Linked DNA regions of Anas platyrhynchos: region 1 is linked to region 2. Evidence: chromatin contacts called from public Hi-C data. All regions are on one chromosome and are shown on one strand. The core of a region is the stretch at or near the end of the contact, and the rest is flanking DNA. Distances in the headings are between cores, read along the strand shown.

What was found. Hi-C and Micro-C count contacts between places; a contact is called where the count stands out from the background.
Region 1: a Hi-C map of skeletal muscle shows a contact between it and region 2, with 5 times the contacts expected there. The contact joins the promoter of FUT7 here to the enhancer-like site in region 2. A contact is called at or near these places in 2 of 8 Hi-C or Micro-C datasets (skeletal muscle and subcutaneous adipose tissue).

The regions. Positions count from the first base shown.
Region 1 is chr18:3,001,652-3,007,590 of IASCAAS_PekinDuck_T2T, forward strand. It overlaps FUT7 (fucosyltransferase 7), which reads left to right and starts at 2,362. Exons shown (of 2, transcript XM_005014795.6): 1 at 2,362-2,517; 2 at 4,763-5,939. The coding sequence starts at 4,842. The coding sequence ends at 5,885.
Region 2 is chr18:2,892,178-2,898,528 of IASCAAS_PekinDuck_T2T, forward strand. SAPCD2 (suppressor APC domain containing 2) reads left to right here. Exons shown (of 5, transcript XM_072025274.1): 2 at 2,865-2,998. Among named protein-coding and RNA genes, the nearest start is that of SAPCD2, 9.1 kb to the left of the region's middle. Within about 2 kb of position 3,789, at least 4 of the 8 cell types and tissues checked have an H3K27ac peak or open chromatin away from gene starts, as enhancers often do.

The sequences.
Region 1 (5,939 bases), core at 1,112-3,611, 110 kb after region 2:
TGGAAACCTCATGGCCAATGTGGCATGGCCACCTGTGCCACACAGGGAACTGGGGAACAGGAGCACGGGCAATGCTGTCAGGGAGTGCTGCCAGCAGTGAATCAGACTGAGGCAGGCCAGCCTGGGAGCAGTGCCCTGTGGGCTGTGCAGTGCCCAGTATCAGGGCTCTCAATCACACAGGGGAAGAAATGCAGAAAGGGAGTTGAGAAAAAATAACAGGAAACAGGACATAAGTCTGAGGAGGAAAAAATACCCAAACCCAGCACTGCAGTTGGCCTCAGAGGTCTCTGAGGGTGGCACTGAAACCGCAGAGCCCTGCTACGCCCCAGCACATTGGCAGAGCACTGCGGGCACAGTGCTGGCAGGGGCCCCATGGGAGTGGTCCTTGTCCCAGGAACTGGGCAGCCAGAGGGATGGAGAGGAGCAAGAGTGAAATGGGGGGTGCAGCCTCCAGGGCTACTCAAGCACCCCAAGAGCCCCCATGGAGTGGTTTAGGGGCAAAGAGCACAGTGGGACCTCACTCCCCTCTTCTCTTCATGCCATGCAATGCAAGTACATATCCACTTAGAGGACAGCACTACATGCCTCAGGGCTCTCCTCCCTGCCTCTATCTCAGTTTCCCCCTCTCTCTTCACTTTGCAAGGGCCTTAGGAGACAGGGGTGTGCCCAGGCAGCCATGCCAGCAAAGAAACAACCAGGCAGGTGGCCTCACCAGGACAGTGGCATGGCCAGACCCTAGGCATGGGCACAGCTCTCAGTGCAGGCGCAGTAAAGGCATGCATGTGCCCACTTCCTCCTTTGACAGAAAACATCCCAGCAAGGGCAGGTGCCCAGGCTTGGCAGAACAGAGGAGCTGCTGGTGTTGCTTTAGCTGACAGTTTCAAGATGAGTCAGTGGGAGCCAAAATCAGGCTGGCATCCTGTTTTCAACCTGGCTGCAGGGTGGCAGACAGGAGGCACACAGGGGAAGCTGAGGGCAGGGCCCTGCCTGCACACATCTCAGAGCAGGCAGGGCATTGGGTTGGAGCAGGAGTCTGCACATGCTGAACCCCCAACACACACACACCTGCTCCTTCCCAGCACTGGCCAGGAGGGAATTGCCCCCAGCCCAGCCACAGCACAGGTGATCCTGGTCATGGTGCCAGGCTAACGTTCTGGGCTTGTTCATAACCCTCTCGGCTCTGTGATGGGCCGAAGAAAATGCAAAGGCAGCAGCAGGTTTATTCCAAGATGAATGAGCATCTTGCTCTTCATCTGCTTCTGGGTGATTTTGGAGAGAGTTGTGTGTGCCAGGAACCTGCAGCCAGACATGACAATCCTGATTTTCAAGAGTAAACAAAATAATAGTAACAATGTTCTAGTGGTCTCAGCAAAACAGTGTTTGCAGGATGTGCTTTGGCACAGCAACTGCCAGCCCGCAGAGCTGCCCATGGGCTCAGCCCAGCCCCTGCAGCCTCCCTCCCTGCCATGCTCTGCATGGGCACTACTCCGGCAGGCAGCTGCGGGCAGGAGCACAGTGGCCAAGGCAGCCTGCTGGGTACCAGACCCTGCCTACATCCTGCTCCACGTTGCTCATGCCCGAGGACGGGGCTGGGTGGCAGGGCTCAGACCAGACTGGGGGTCTTTCCCTGCTGTCCCCTCCTTGGTATCACCCTGTGACCCATCTCTGTCCCCTTGCACTCCTCTGCCACAGGGCTAGAGAAGACATGCCAGGGGGTGGGAGACCTGGGGACCTGCCTGGAGAAGGTGGCCAGTGTGGGCTTGCTTCTGCAAGTGCAGAAGTGCCTGCTTGCTTCTGAGGGCACCCGTGCTCCTTCTATCCACATGGTGGAGAGCACTGATGAGTCCCAGTGCAGGGACATAGAGACATTGGGCAAACCCCAAAACAGGGGCAGGTACCAGGAAAAGCCACAGCTCATCTGGGGCATTGGAGTTCTGGCTAGCAGCTGGGATGGGAGAGGTGCTCGGCAGACATGAGATATGATTTGTGCTTGCTTTCAAAGATGACCCCTTGGAAATCCCTTTGGGGAACTGAAACCCCACACAGGGCTACCTGTCTCTTCCACAAGGAGCTACGGTCCTGCCAGAGAGTCTGGAGAAAACACAAGGACATAGGTCAAGATGTGTAGGCACAGAGAGATCTGCAAATATCTACCAGGGTGTAGCACACGGCCATGGGGCAGCACGGGACATGCACTGTGCAACAGGAGCCCATCCTGGCATGGGGCACCCCCCCAGCCATGTGAGAAAGAACCCAGCCATGGGGCACCCAGCTGTGGGTGATATTGCCACCCACATGGCACAGGGGAAGTGCTCAGTGTACTTTGACAGCAGCAGGAAGGACCTGCCTGGGGGCTGGGACAAAGCAAAACCACAGAAAAGAGGAAGCCCTAAGTACTCCAGCCCAGAACCAGCAGCTGCCCCAGAGTACCTGCGTGGGCAGTCACCAGCCCTGTCTGTGCCGTGCTGCGCTGTGCTGTGCCGCGCCACACCGTGCCGAGCTGCAGTCCATTCCACAGTAAGTCTGCAGGCTGAGCCCACATGCCAGCACTGCTGTACAACATGGGGAGAGGGGGGCTAAGCAACGGGTTGGCTCCTGGTGCTGCCAGCCTGAGGATCTGCCCTTCCAGAACAATCTTTGAATGTGGGGCAGTGTCCCCACTGCTGGGGACTGGCAGGCAAAGGGGCCCGAAGCACCGGTGTCCTCATGCGTAGTGCAGGGAGCAGGCAGAGCTGTTTTTCCCTCTTCACATGATTTTTTTTTTTTTTTTCTGGAGCCTAAACTTAGCTCATGTATTTTAGCATGCCAGACGGAGCAGGCCAGAGCAGGGAAGGGATTTGCAAAAAGTAAAGCTGCTGCAAATCAGCTGGAAAAGCAGGACAACACCTTCCACAAGCCTCCAAAATCACAGAGAAACCAGCACCCCCTGCCTGGCTGTTGGGCTGGGGCATCTAATTTGCTTTCAGAGGTTACCTTGAAAGGGAAACTGTCTTTTGTGCTGAACACTGTGGGTGACCTGCCAAAAATTTGGCTGCAACACATGCAGAAATGCAAACAGCCAAATGGATAGGGAAAGGAGCTGAGAGGGAGCTCCCTGTACACCCGGGGCTGTGCCCTGCAGCCCATTCCATGCCCGGCCACCCAGCATTGCCAAAGCACGGGAAAAAAAAATCAGGCAGTGTCCAGCCGTGCAGTCCTTGGGACCAGCACTCATGGGGTTTTGAGCTGGTTGCTGGCAGCTGGTGCAGCTGAATGTCGCCCCCCCCTTCCCCCCCATCTGCTCCTGCTGCTTTCCAGCGAGCAACTCTGACTCAGTTAAGAAGCAGAACCTTTGTCAAGGCCAGACACGGGCAGAAGGGCACTGCAGTGGAGTGAACGAAGGTGTAAATGCGCATCTCATGCTGGATGGTGGTTGACTGGGGTTCCCACATGCCTACAGGCTGAGCCCCGCCAGCTGGAGACCTACAGCAGCCCAGCTGTGGGGGAGCCAAATGCCTCTCTGCCCTGCCTGCCGGGGACTGGAAACCTGGGGCACCTGAAAATAAAGTACGGGTATATGCGGTGCCAAGACAACCAGCTCCCAGACCTTCATGGCTGGGGAGAGCACCCCAAGCCCAGGGAGAGCACTCCAAGCCAGGTAGGAGCCCTGCCATCACTGCAGGAGGGTGCTGGGACAAGCGAGGCACGTTTCAGGCAGGACCCTGATCTGGCCCTGGGTGGGGTTTGGGACTTCCTGATTGCTCCCAAGGACACCCCAATGGCTGATCCATGAGTGGGTTCAGGGACGGAGCGTTGCTCTGGGGTGTGTGTTCACAGCATTTCCTGCAGTGACTCCCAGCCAGCTGTGAGGCAGGACTCGGGGTACTCCCTCACTCTTTGGCATGTGGCCCCAACTTGCAGCCCCCCAGAAAGAACCACATGTTCCTCCCAGGCTTTGCTGTGGCAAGGCTGGCTGCATTTCAAGCTCAAAATGCCCCCCCAGGCAAAGCGAGAAGTGTGGAATGGGACTGTGCCTCTTTGTCAGATGGGGAAACTGAGGCACAGAGCAAGTGACAAGGAAAGCATCCCTTGTGCATGCAATTGGGAGTAGTGTTCATCAGTTGTGACATGGGGACAGGTGGCTGCTGACTGTTGGCTCTGTACTCCCTCCCCATCTCCTTCAGCAATAGCACTGCTTGCCCCTAGAGACTGGGGTCACTGGGGAACACATGAGGGAGCGTGATGCAAATGACACCGATGCAAATGACAGCACCAGCTTGGTGTGACAGGGCTGCAACAGCTCCTGCCTCTTCCTACCCTGACAGGTAGCCTCAGGAAAAGTCCTTTTATCTGTTACATATGGGATTTTCTGAGCTTAAAAGACAACACAAAATGAAGAAAAAAAAAAAAAAAGGCCCAGAAAAAAAAATGGAATCCACATGGTGAAAGCTGTGGGTCCCTCTGTGGCACCTGGGATGGCATGCAACCATCCCCTTGCTTGGCAGAGGTGCTGCCAACATCTCCAGCCTGCCCCAGGCCAGGGATCCCTGCTGGGTTGTGGCAGCGGGTGCATGGGTGGGACCCTGCAGGGTGGGCAGAGGTATACTGGGGCCTGGGGGCTCCTCCTGTGCCTGAGCCCTGTGGGGTTTGGGTGCCATGGAGGAAGTGCAAAGTTTTTCTCCAGCCACTCCAGCCCCAGCATCTCCTCGTTCCTCCATGCTTCTGCCAGCCAGGTGGCTGGGCAAGCTGAGCTGATGGCCCTTGCTGGCTTCTTCTGTCCCAGGCACAGCCTCCAAGGAGGTGACACCACCAAGAAGGTGACACTACCAAGGTGACAGCCAGCCCTGCTGAGCACCGGCAGCATGTCCCGGGCATCACCACTGCCACGGCTGCCATGGGGCCGGCCCAGTATGAAGGCAGTGGTCACTGCTGGGTTGCTTGTCACCATGCTCTGGAACCTGAAGTGCTTCATCAACTCATCTAACATCTCTGGTAAAGCCCCCAAGCACACTAAGCCACTGGTGGTCCTAGTGTGGGAATGGCCTTCAAATCAGGTCCCAAACATCAGTGGGGACATTTGTTATGAGCTGTACAGCATTGAGGGATGCTGGCTCACCATGGAGCAGCAGCTCCTGCACCGGGCAGATGTGGTGGTGTTTCCTCACACCAGGCTCCAGCAGGGCAGGGACAAGCTGCCCCGGGAGAAGCCACCAGGGCAGAACTGGGTGTGGGTCTCCCTGGAGTCCCCCACAAACACTAAAGCATTAACAGGATGGAACCAGACATTCAACTGGGTGATGACCTACAGACGAGACTCAGACATCTTCATTCCCTATGGCAAGCTTGTGCCCAACCGGTCAGCCACCATGAACATCCCCATGAAGACCAACTTGGTATCTTGGGTTATTAGCAACTATCACAGGACTCAGAAAAGAGCTGAAGTCTACAAGAACCTGTCCAGGTACCTCCATGTGAACATATATGGGAAGGCAAGCAAAAATCCGCTTTGCAAAGACTGCCTTTTGCCAACGACATCCAAGTCCAAGTTTTACTTGGCCTTCGAGAACTCCATCCACCAGGACTACATCACTGAGAAGCTCTGGAGGAACTCCCTGATGGCTGGCACTGTGCCTGTGGTGCTGGGGCCTGCCCGGGCCAACTACGAGCAGTTCATCCCCGCGGATTCATTTATTCACGTTGATGACTTTAGTTCCCTGGCAGAGCTGGCCACCTTCCTGAAGACCATGAACTCCAGCCGTTACCAGCAGTTCTTCGTATGGCAGAAGAAGTACAGTGTGAAGCTCTATGCAGACTGGAGGGAGCGCATTTGTACCATCTGTGCCATGTACCCCAGCCTGCCCCAAGGCCGTGTCTATCCCAACCTGGAGAGCTGGTTCAACTCCTAGTGAAGAGCTGACACGTGCTGAGGGCACTCAGCACTGCCAGACATCAGGGATGCA
Region 2 (6,351 bases), core at 2,539-5,038:
TCCACCTGCTCACACCTTACATGCACAGTATATCTGCCTCCCTCAGAGGGCAGCAACAGGCTCAGGCACTCCCTGCATCCAGAGATCTGAACTGCTGCATTTTTGAGCAGGCAGTCAGTCAGAGTGGTTGCAGACTTTCTAGAGAGAGCTCTCTGCCTAGTGTAGACCATTGCGGCCTAGCTAGTGGCAAACAGCCATTAGATGAGTTGTTCTTATGGGCGGGGGGGAATGCTCTGCCCTGCCTGAGCCCACCCTGCCCACACGCACTGCTGTGCAAACTGCCGCCGAGGATGGTGAGGCTGATGTTGGAGATGTCACTGTGCACAGAAGGCACCATGACAGCTCCTTGCTGCTGGTTCTTAGGTTGTCTGCTGCAGCAGGTGTCTCAGCATTAGGGGTCTTTACCATTGTGGTTCCCTATGGAAAAGCTTTCATCCCTGCTGAGAGCCAAGGAATTATGATATGGGGTGGTAAGTGCCTTGCCCAAGGGGTCTGCAGTGTCTATGGGCACTGCCTCCTACCAGCGCAGCCTTTGTGGCTAGGGTGGCCTGGCTCAGGTGGCCTGGGAGGGAGGAGGCAGGACCTCTCCTGCACCTTAGAAAGGCTGATCCTTACTCATAACCAGAGGTTCTGTTTTAGTCACTATGTTGTTAGCTCAGGTGCACAGAGCTCATTTGTTTGACTGGTGAACACATTCTTGTCGAAGTTTCAGCTCAGATCAGCCTGTGGGCTCCACTTTTATCATGCAACACAGACCCAATACTAGCACTTCTGGGTAACAGCAGCAAAAACTGTTTTAACATGTTGTTTCTACCCTGCAGCTCTTCCCAGAGGTGCTTCTGGTTTTGCTTTGGGATTCTGCTTATCAAAGCTACTCTCAGTTTTGGGACTATTCTTCTGCTTCCCCATCAGGATGTGTTATAGGTCTGCTAGGAGAACATGTGCATAGCTGTGCCAGTCTTGCTGTTTTAGCTGTCCCTCACAGGGTGTATGATATGGGTGTATGAAACTAAAGACAGTTGGCAAAACAGATAAATGAGCAATATCAAGACTTTGTGCTTAGTGAGATGCCAGAGACCTGTCTCTGCTGGAGCACTTGCTGATAAGACAAGTGGGACACTGTGATAAACCAGCAGGTGGATTTTTCCCATACCATCATGGCCCCTCTCCTCAGTGACACAAAGTGACAGGCTGAGCAAGGTTACTTCATAGCATGCCACTGTTGGGGCACTGCCTGCTATGAGTGCAAGTCTAACTCCTGTTGCTGAACTAATAGATACGTGGCACCACAGACACCCACAGTGTGGTGCGATTCTCCCCAACCTCACTGCCTTCCAGCTCCCTCCTGTGAATCGAGCTTGTCTTTGAGATTCATGGTGACTTCTGTCTCCACTCACTTCTCCTGCCCTATATTTCTCTTCCTTCCCATCTGTGTGCTCTGCTGAGGAGGCTTGTGCAGCAGCTAGGTGGTGTGCCTGGATGTGCAGCACCACGCATCCTGCCTCACCACTCCCAGTCCTTCATGCCCATCTGCACTGGAGAGCATGCTAAACCTGTGGCAGTTTGCTCAGGTGCCTGGGAGCCAGCATGTGCCCAGTTGCCTCGCTGCCTGCTTTCATTTGCCTACTTCCCTGCTGCTATTTTCTGGTTCTTTTTTGGTAAAGCAGGGAAAGCAAAAAGCTGTGATCAGAGAGCATGGTGAGCAGCAAGAATGAGAGGGGTGAGCACACGGTAGGGTCTGCTGGGGACTCGGCAGGGGACTGGAGCAAGGAGGGAGTGCAGCAGGCTTGCTGCCTGGGCATGTCTGGAAGGGGTGGTGACAGCAACCTTGGTGCCCTGGTACCACAGTTCACAGCAGCAGGGCAGTGCTCTAAGCTCATCCAGAAACATGGAGCTGAGCTGCCTGGGACATGGCTGCAGGACTGTCTTTCTGGCAAGTTAGCCAGGGCATGCAGTACAGGGCTTGTGCTGATTTCAGAAGGTGCTTAGCCAATACCTGCTTTAGTGTACAAGCATATAGCATGGGCAGGAGACATCTGATCCAGCCTGAAATCTGCCAGTGTGAATTTAATCTGCAAAAATAGGTTATGTGTGGATTTGGACCAGCATAATTTGTATGTAGTACATCAGCCTTTTGCTAAATAGGATGTTAGGATTTTGATAAAAATTTGGTAACCCTATAGCCAGATTGTTGTATGTTTAGACCAAAGGCATGCAGCTTCTGGTATGCATCACCCCCTTTAGCACCAAGCACATATCTGGGTGGGGAAGGAAAGTGTATTTGTTCTGAAATGTGTTGGTCTGATCTCCATGACCATCTCCAGAGCTGCTCTAAGTGGCTGCCCCCTCCAAAGAAAGCCCCTTGTGAGAGCTGCCACAAGTGACTGGAGAAGGAGCTGATCCCTGACTCTCTCTGATGCTGCTGGGTTGCCACTGTTTGTACAAATGGGAGCAACTGTGTGAGCCCGTCACCAAACGGGAGCTGCCTTCAGGAGGAGGTGAGTGCATGGCAGGGCCTGTGCTTCCTGAGCAGAAGTCAGGGATCCCGTGAAGACTGGACTGAAAACTGGAGTTGGCAGTAATGGTTTAATTGTGCTGGAACTGAAGCAGCATTGCCTAGAAGTTGCCTGCTTTTTACAGAAGATGATTACCAAAGTCTGTTGCCGGCCTGGCATAACAAAGTAAGCTGTTGCTGAGGTCTGGCTTGCCTGCACAAAGATGTGAGCAGGTGCTATGTGCAGTGCTTCCTCAGCTGCTGCCTGCCCTGCCTGCTTGCAGGGCTACCCCACGCACTGCCCCACAGAGGGGCCATGGGGAGGTTTTGTTGCAAGCAGCTGATGCTCTCATGCTTTCATCTGTTACAGGTATTGATGTTAAGTCTGCTGGGCAGTCCCAGGGAGATGGTGGCCATGGAGGCACTGGGGACGTTCGGAGACATCAGAGGGGACATGCAGAACACCGAAGACACACTATCGCCAATGGTGTGGATTTTAGCATGGTAAGAAAACAGCCTTGTCCTGGGCTGCAGTCAAGGGGCCTGCCCCTGCAGGATTTCTGTTATAAAGCTGTATTGATGTACATTGTGGTCTTGCAGTTACTTCCAAGGTGTTTTCTGTCCTGAAATGTGCAAGAGAAAGAGAAGTTATGGTTTCCCCTGTGTCCCATGGAGCAATGTCAGCCTATGGAGTTGGCACCTGTGCAGTCAAACACTGTCTTCATGGGCAAAAACTTGGGTAGAGAAAGGCAACAATTTACCTTATGGTACAGGAGAAGGCCCCAGTGCTGCAGTCATCTGAGAAGATTGGTCTCTGGGCTTTTCAAGCATGCCTTGCGCAGAGCCTCAGTGCTGTGTCCTCTGCTAGCTGTTCTTTGTAGGTCAGGTCTCAAGCATGCTGATCCTTGTGGCTCCCAAGAGATTTTTGCTATTAATGCAGAGAAATCTAAACTGAATTTGCCTGGGAAGCCCAGTATCAAGGGATCTGCTCCCCTCTCTGTCCCTGAATGGAGAGGTTTGGATCAGCTTGCCCAAACCAAGGGATCCGCACTGCTCCCAAGTGGAATAGCGAAGCTGCCTGGGCATGTTGCCCACAAGCTCAAGCCAAGACCTTGCCTGCAGGATGAGTGATCATCTGGTCTTTCTTGCTTTGTCTTGTGGCATGAGGGCTGCAGGCAAGGCCGTGACTCTCACATCTGCAATTCCACTTTTGGCACCCTGGTGTCACCAGCTCCCTGATCTGAGCAGGGCCAGCAGGCTGCATGCATGTCCTTGTGCAGCATTGATTACAGCATTGCACTGACCTTGGGCAACATAACATGCTCTGATTCCCGGCCTGGCCAGTCTGGGGAGGGTGCAGTTTATGTACGCATGGGAAAAGATTTGTTGGGCTTACAGCAATGCAAGGGGCTGGGTCTTCCTCTCTCAGACCGAGGGGGTCTCTGCTGAGAGGTGCTGACATGGAGCAATAAATGTGGATGTGTTTGCCTGGGATTAGGGGTCCCTCTGGTCCTCAGGTTTCTGGTGGTTGGACATTGCTGCTTTGACAGGGTATGCCCCCTTCCTCCCTTAGCAGGGCTCTCACATGTGCACATGGCTCCACGGTGGAGTGCAGCAGAGGTGTCATCACTGCCGTGAGTGTGAAGTCCTGCCTGGTGCTGATGAGGAAGGGGATGGTGGCCAGGGTGTCTTGCTGAAGGCTGGTGTTTGTTCCCAGCACTGCCACAAGTGCTGTTGCTTTTAGCGTTGCCATTGCCTTTGTTTCCCCATGGTGCATAGTTGTGTGGGAGGTGGGATGCAGGTGCTCTACCTTTCTTCCATCCATCCATCTCTAGTGTATCTGAGTGCTGCTCTGCCTTTACATGTTCCTCCTCCCAGAGATAGGATGCCTCCACTTGTACTGTGGGGGTTGAGAAGTCTTCCCAAGCACCAGGGCAGAAGTATTTGGTACCAATTCCACTTCTGAGTATGCAGAGACAGTTGGAACAGGTTTGAATCCAGCAAGAATTGAATCTGCATGCAGGGTGGAGATCTTGCCTGGCTACCCTTCCTCCCTGATGAAGGGAGGATATCTGGCAAGACAAGGCACACAGCTGTGATTAGGCTAATCTGCCTAAAACCGGGGGTGGGGGGACGCACTGTTGTCCATCGTGTGTCCTATAGGCGCACTAGGACCTGTTCATCCTCCTCAGCAAAGCAGACGAGTGGGGCCTGTGCTGCAGCCCCAGGACCCTTTATGATAGACAGCTGGTGACTCCTCAGATGTTCGGTGGGTTTTGTTGTTGTTTTATTTTCAATGTGTCCATTGATTGATCCAATTTCCCCATGTCCTTGGCATAGCTGGAATGAGACCTGTGAGAGGCCAAGCACTTTTGTTTGCAGGCAGCCCAGAGAAGAAGCACTCTCCCCTCCCCTTCTACCACAGGCAGTGACCAACCAAGATGTGCTGTGCCCATTCACAGAATTTCTGGGTTGGAAGAGACCTCAAGATCATCAAGTCCAACCTCTGACCTAACGCTAACAGTCCCCACTAAACCATATCCCTAAGCTCTACATCTAAACGTCTTTTAAAGACTTCCAGGGATGGTGACTCCACCACTTCCCTGGGCAGCCCATTCCAATGCCTCACAACCCTCTCGGTAAAGAAGTTCTTCCTAACATCCAACCTAAAACTCCCCTGGCGCAACTTAAGCCCATTCCCCCTTGTCCTGTCACCAGGCATGTGGGAGAACAGACCAACCCCCACCTTGCTACAGCCTCCTTTAAGGTATCTGTAAAGAGCAATAAGGTCACCCCTGAGCCTCCTTTTCTCCAGGCTGAACAAGCCCAGCTCCTTCAGCCGCTCCTCGTAAGACTTGTTCTCCAGGCCCCTCACCAGCTTCATCGCCCTTCTCTGGACCCGCTCGAGCACCTCCATGTCCTTCTTGTAGCGAGGGGCCCAAAACTGAACACAGTACTCGAGGTGCGGCCTCACCAGAGCCAAGTACAGGGGGACAATCACCTCCCTAGCCCTGCTGGTCACACTGCTTCTGATACAAGCCAGGATGCCGTTGGCCTTCTTGGCCACCTGAGCACACTGCTGGCTCATATTCAGCCGACTATCCACCATCACTCCCAGGTCCTTCTCTGCCTGGCAGCTCTCCAACCACTCATCTCCCAGCCTGCTTGGGGTTATTGCGCCCCAGGTGCAGGACCCGGCACTTGGCCTTGTTGAACTTCATGCAGTTGACCTCAGCCCATTGGTGCAGCCTATCCAGATCCTCCTGCAGAGCCTTCCTACCCTCGAGCAGATCGACACACGCGCATAGCTTGGTGTCATCTGCAAACTTACTGAGGGTGCACTCAATGCCCTCATCCAGATCATCGATGAAGATATTAAAGAGGACCGGCCCCAGCACTGAGCCCTGGGGAACACCACTAGTGACTGGCCTCCAACTGGACTTGACTCCATTTACCACGACTCTTTGGGCCCGGCTATCCAGCCAGTTTCTAACCCAACAAAGCGTGCGCCAGTCCAAGTCAAGAGCAGCCAGTTTCTTGAGGAGAATGCTGTGGGAAATGGTGTCAAAAGCCTTGCTGAAGTCAAGGTAGACCACATCCACAGCCTTTCCCTCGTCCACCCAGCGCGTCACTTTGTCATAGAAGGAGATCAGGTTTGTCAAGGAGGACCTGCCTTTCATAAACCCATGTTGACTGGGCCTGATTGCCTGCTTGCCCTGCAAGTGCTGCGTGATGACTCTCAAGAGGATCTGCTCCATGAGCTTCCCTGGCACTGAGGTCAAACTGACCGGCCTGTAGTTTCCCGGGTCTGCCCTCCGGCCCTTCTTGTAGATGGGCGTCACGTTTGCTAGCCACCA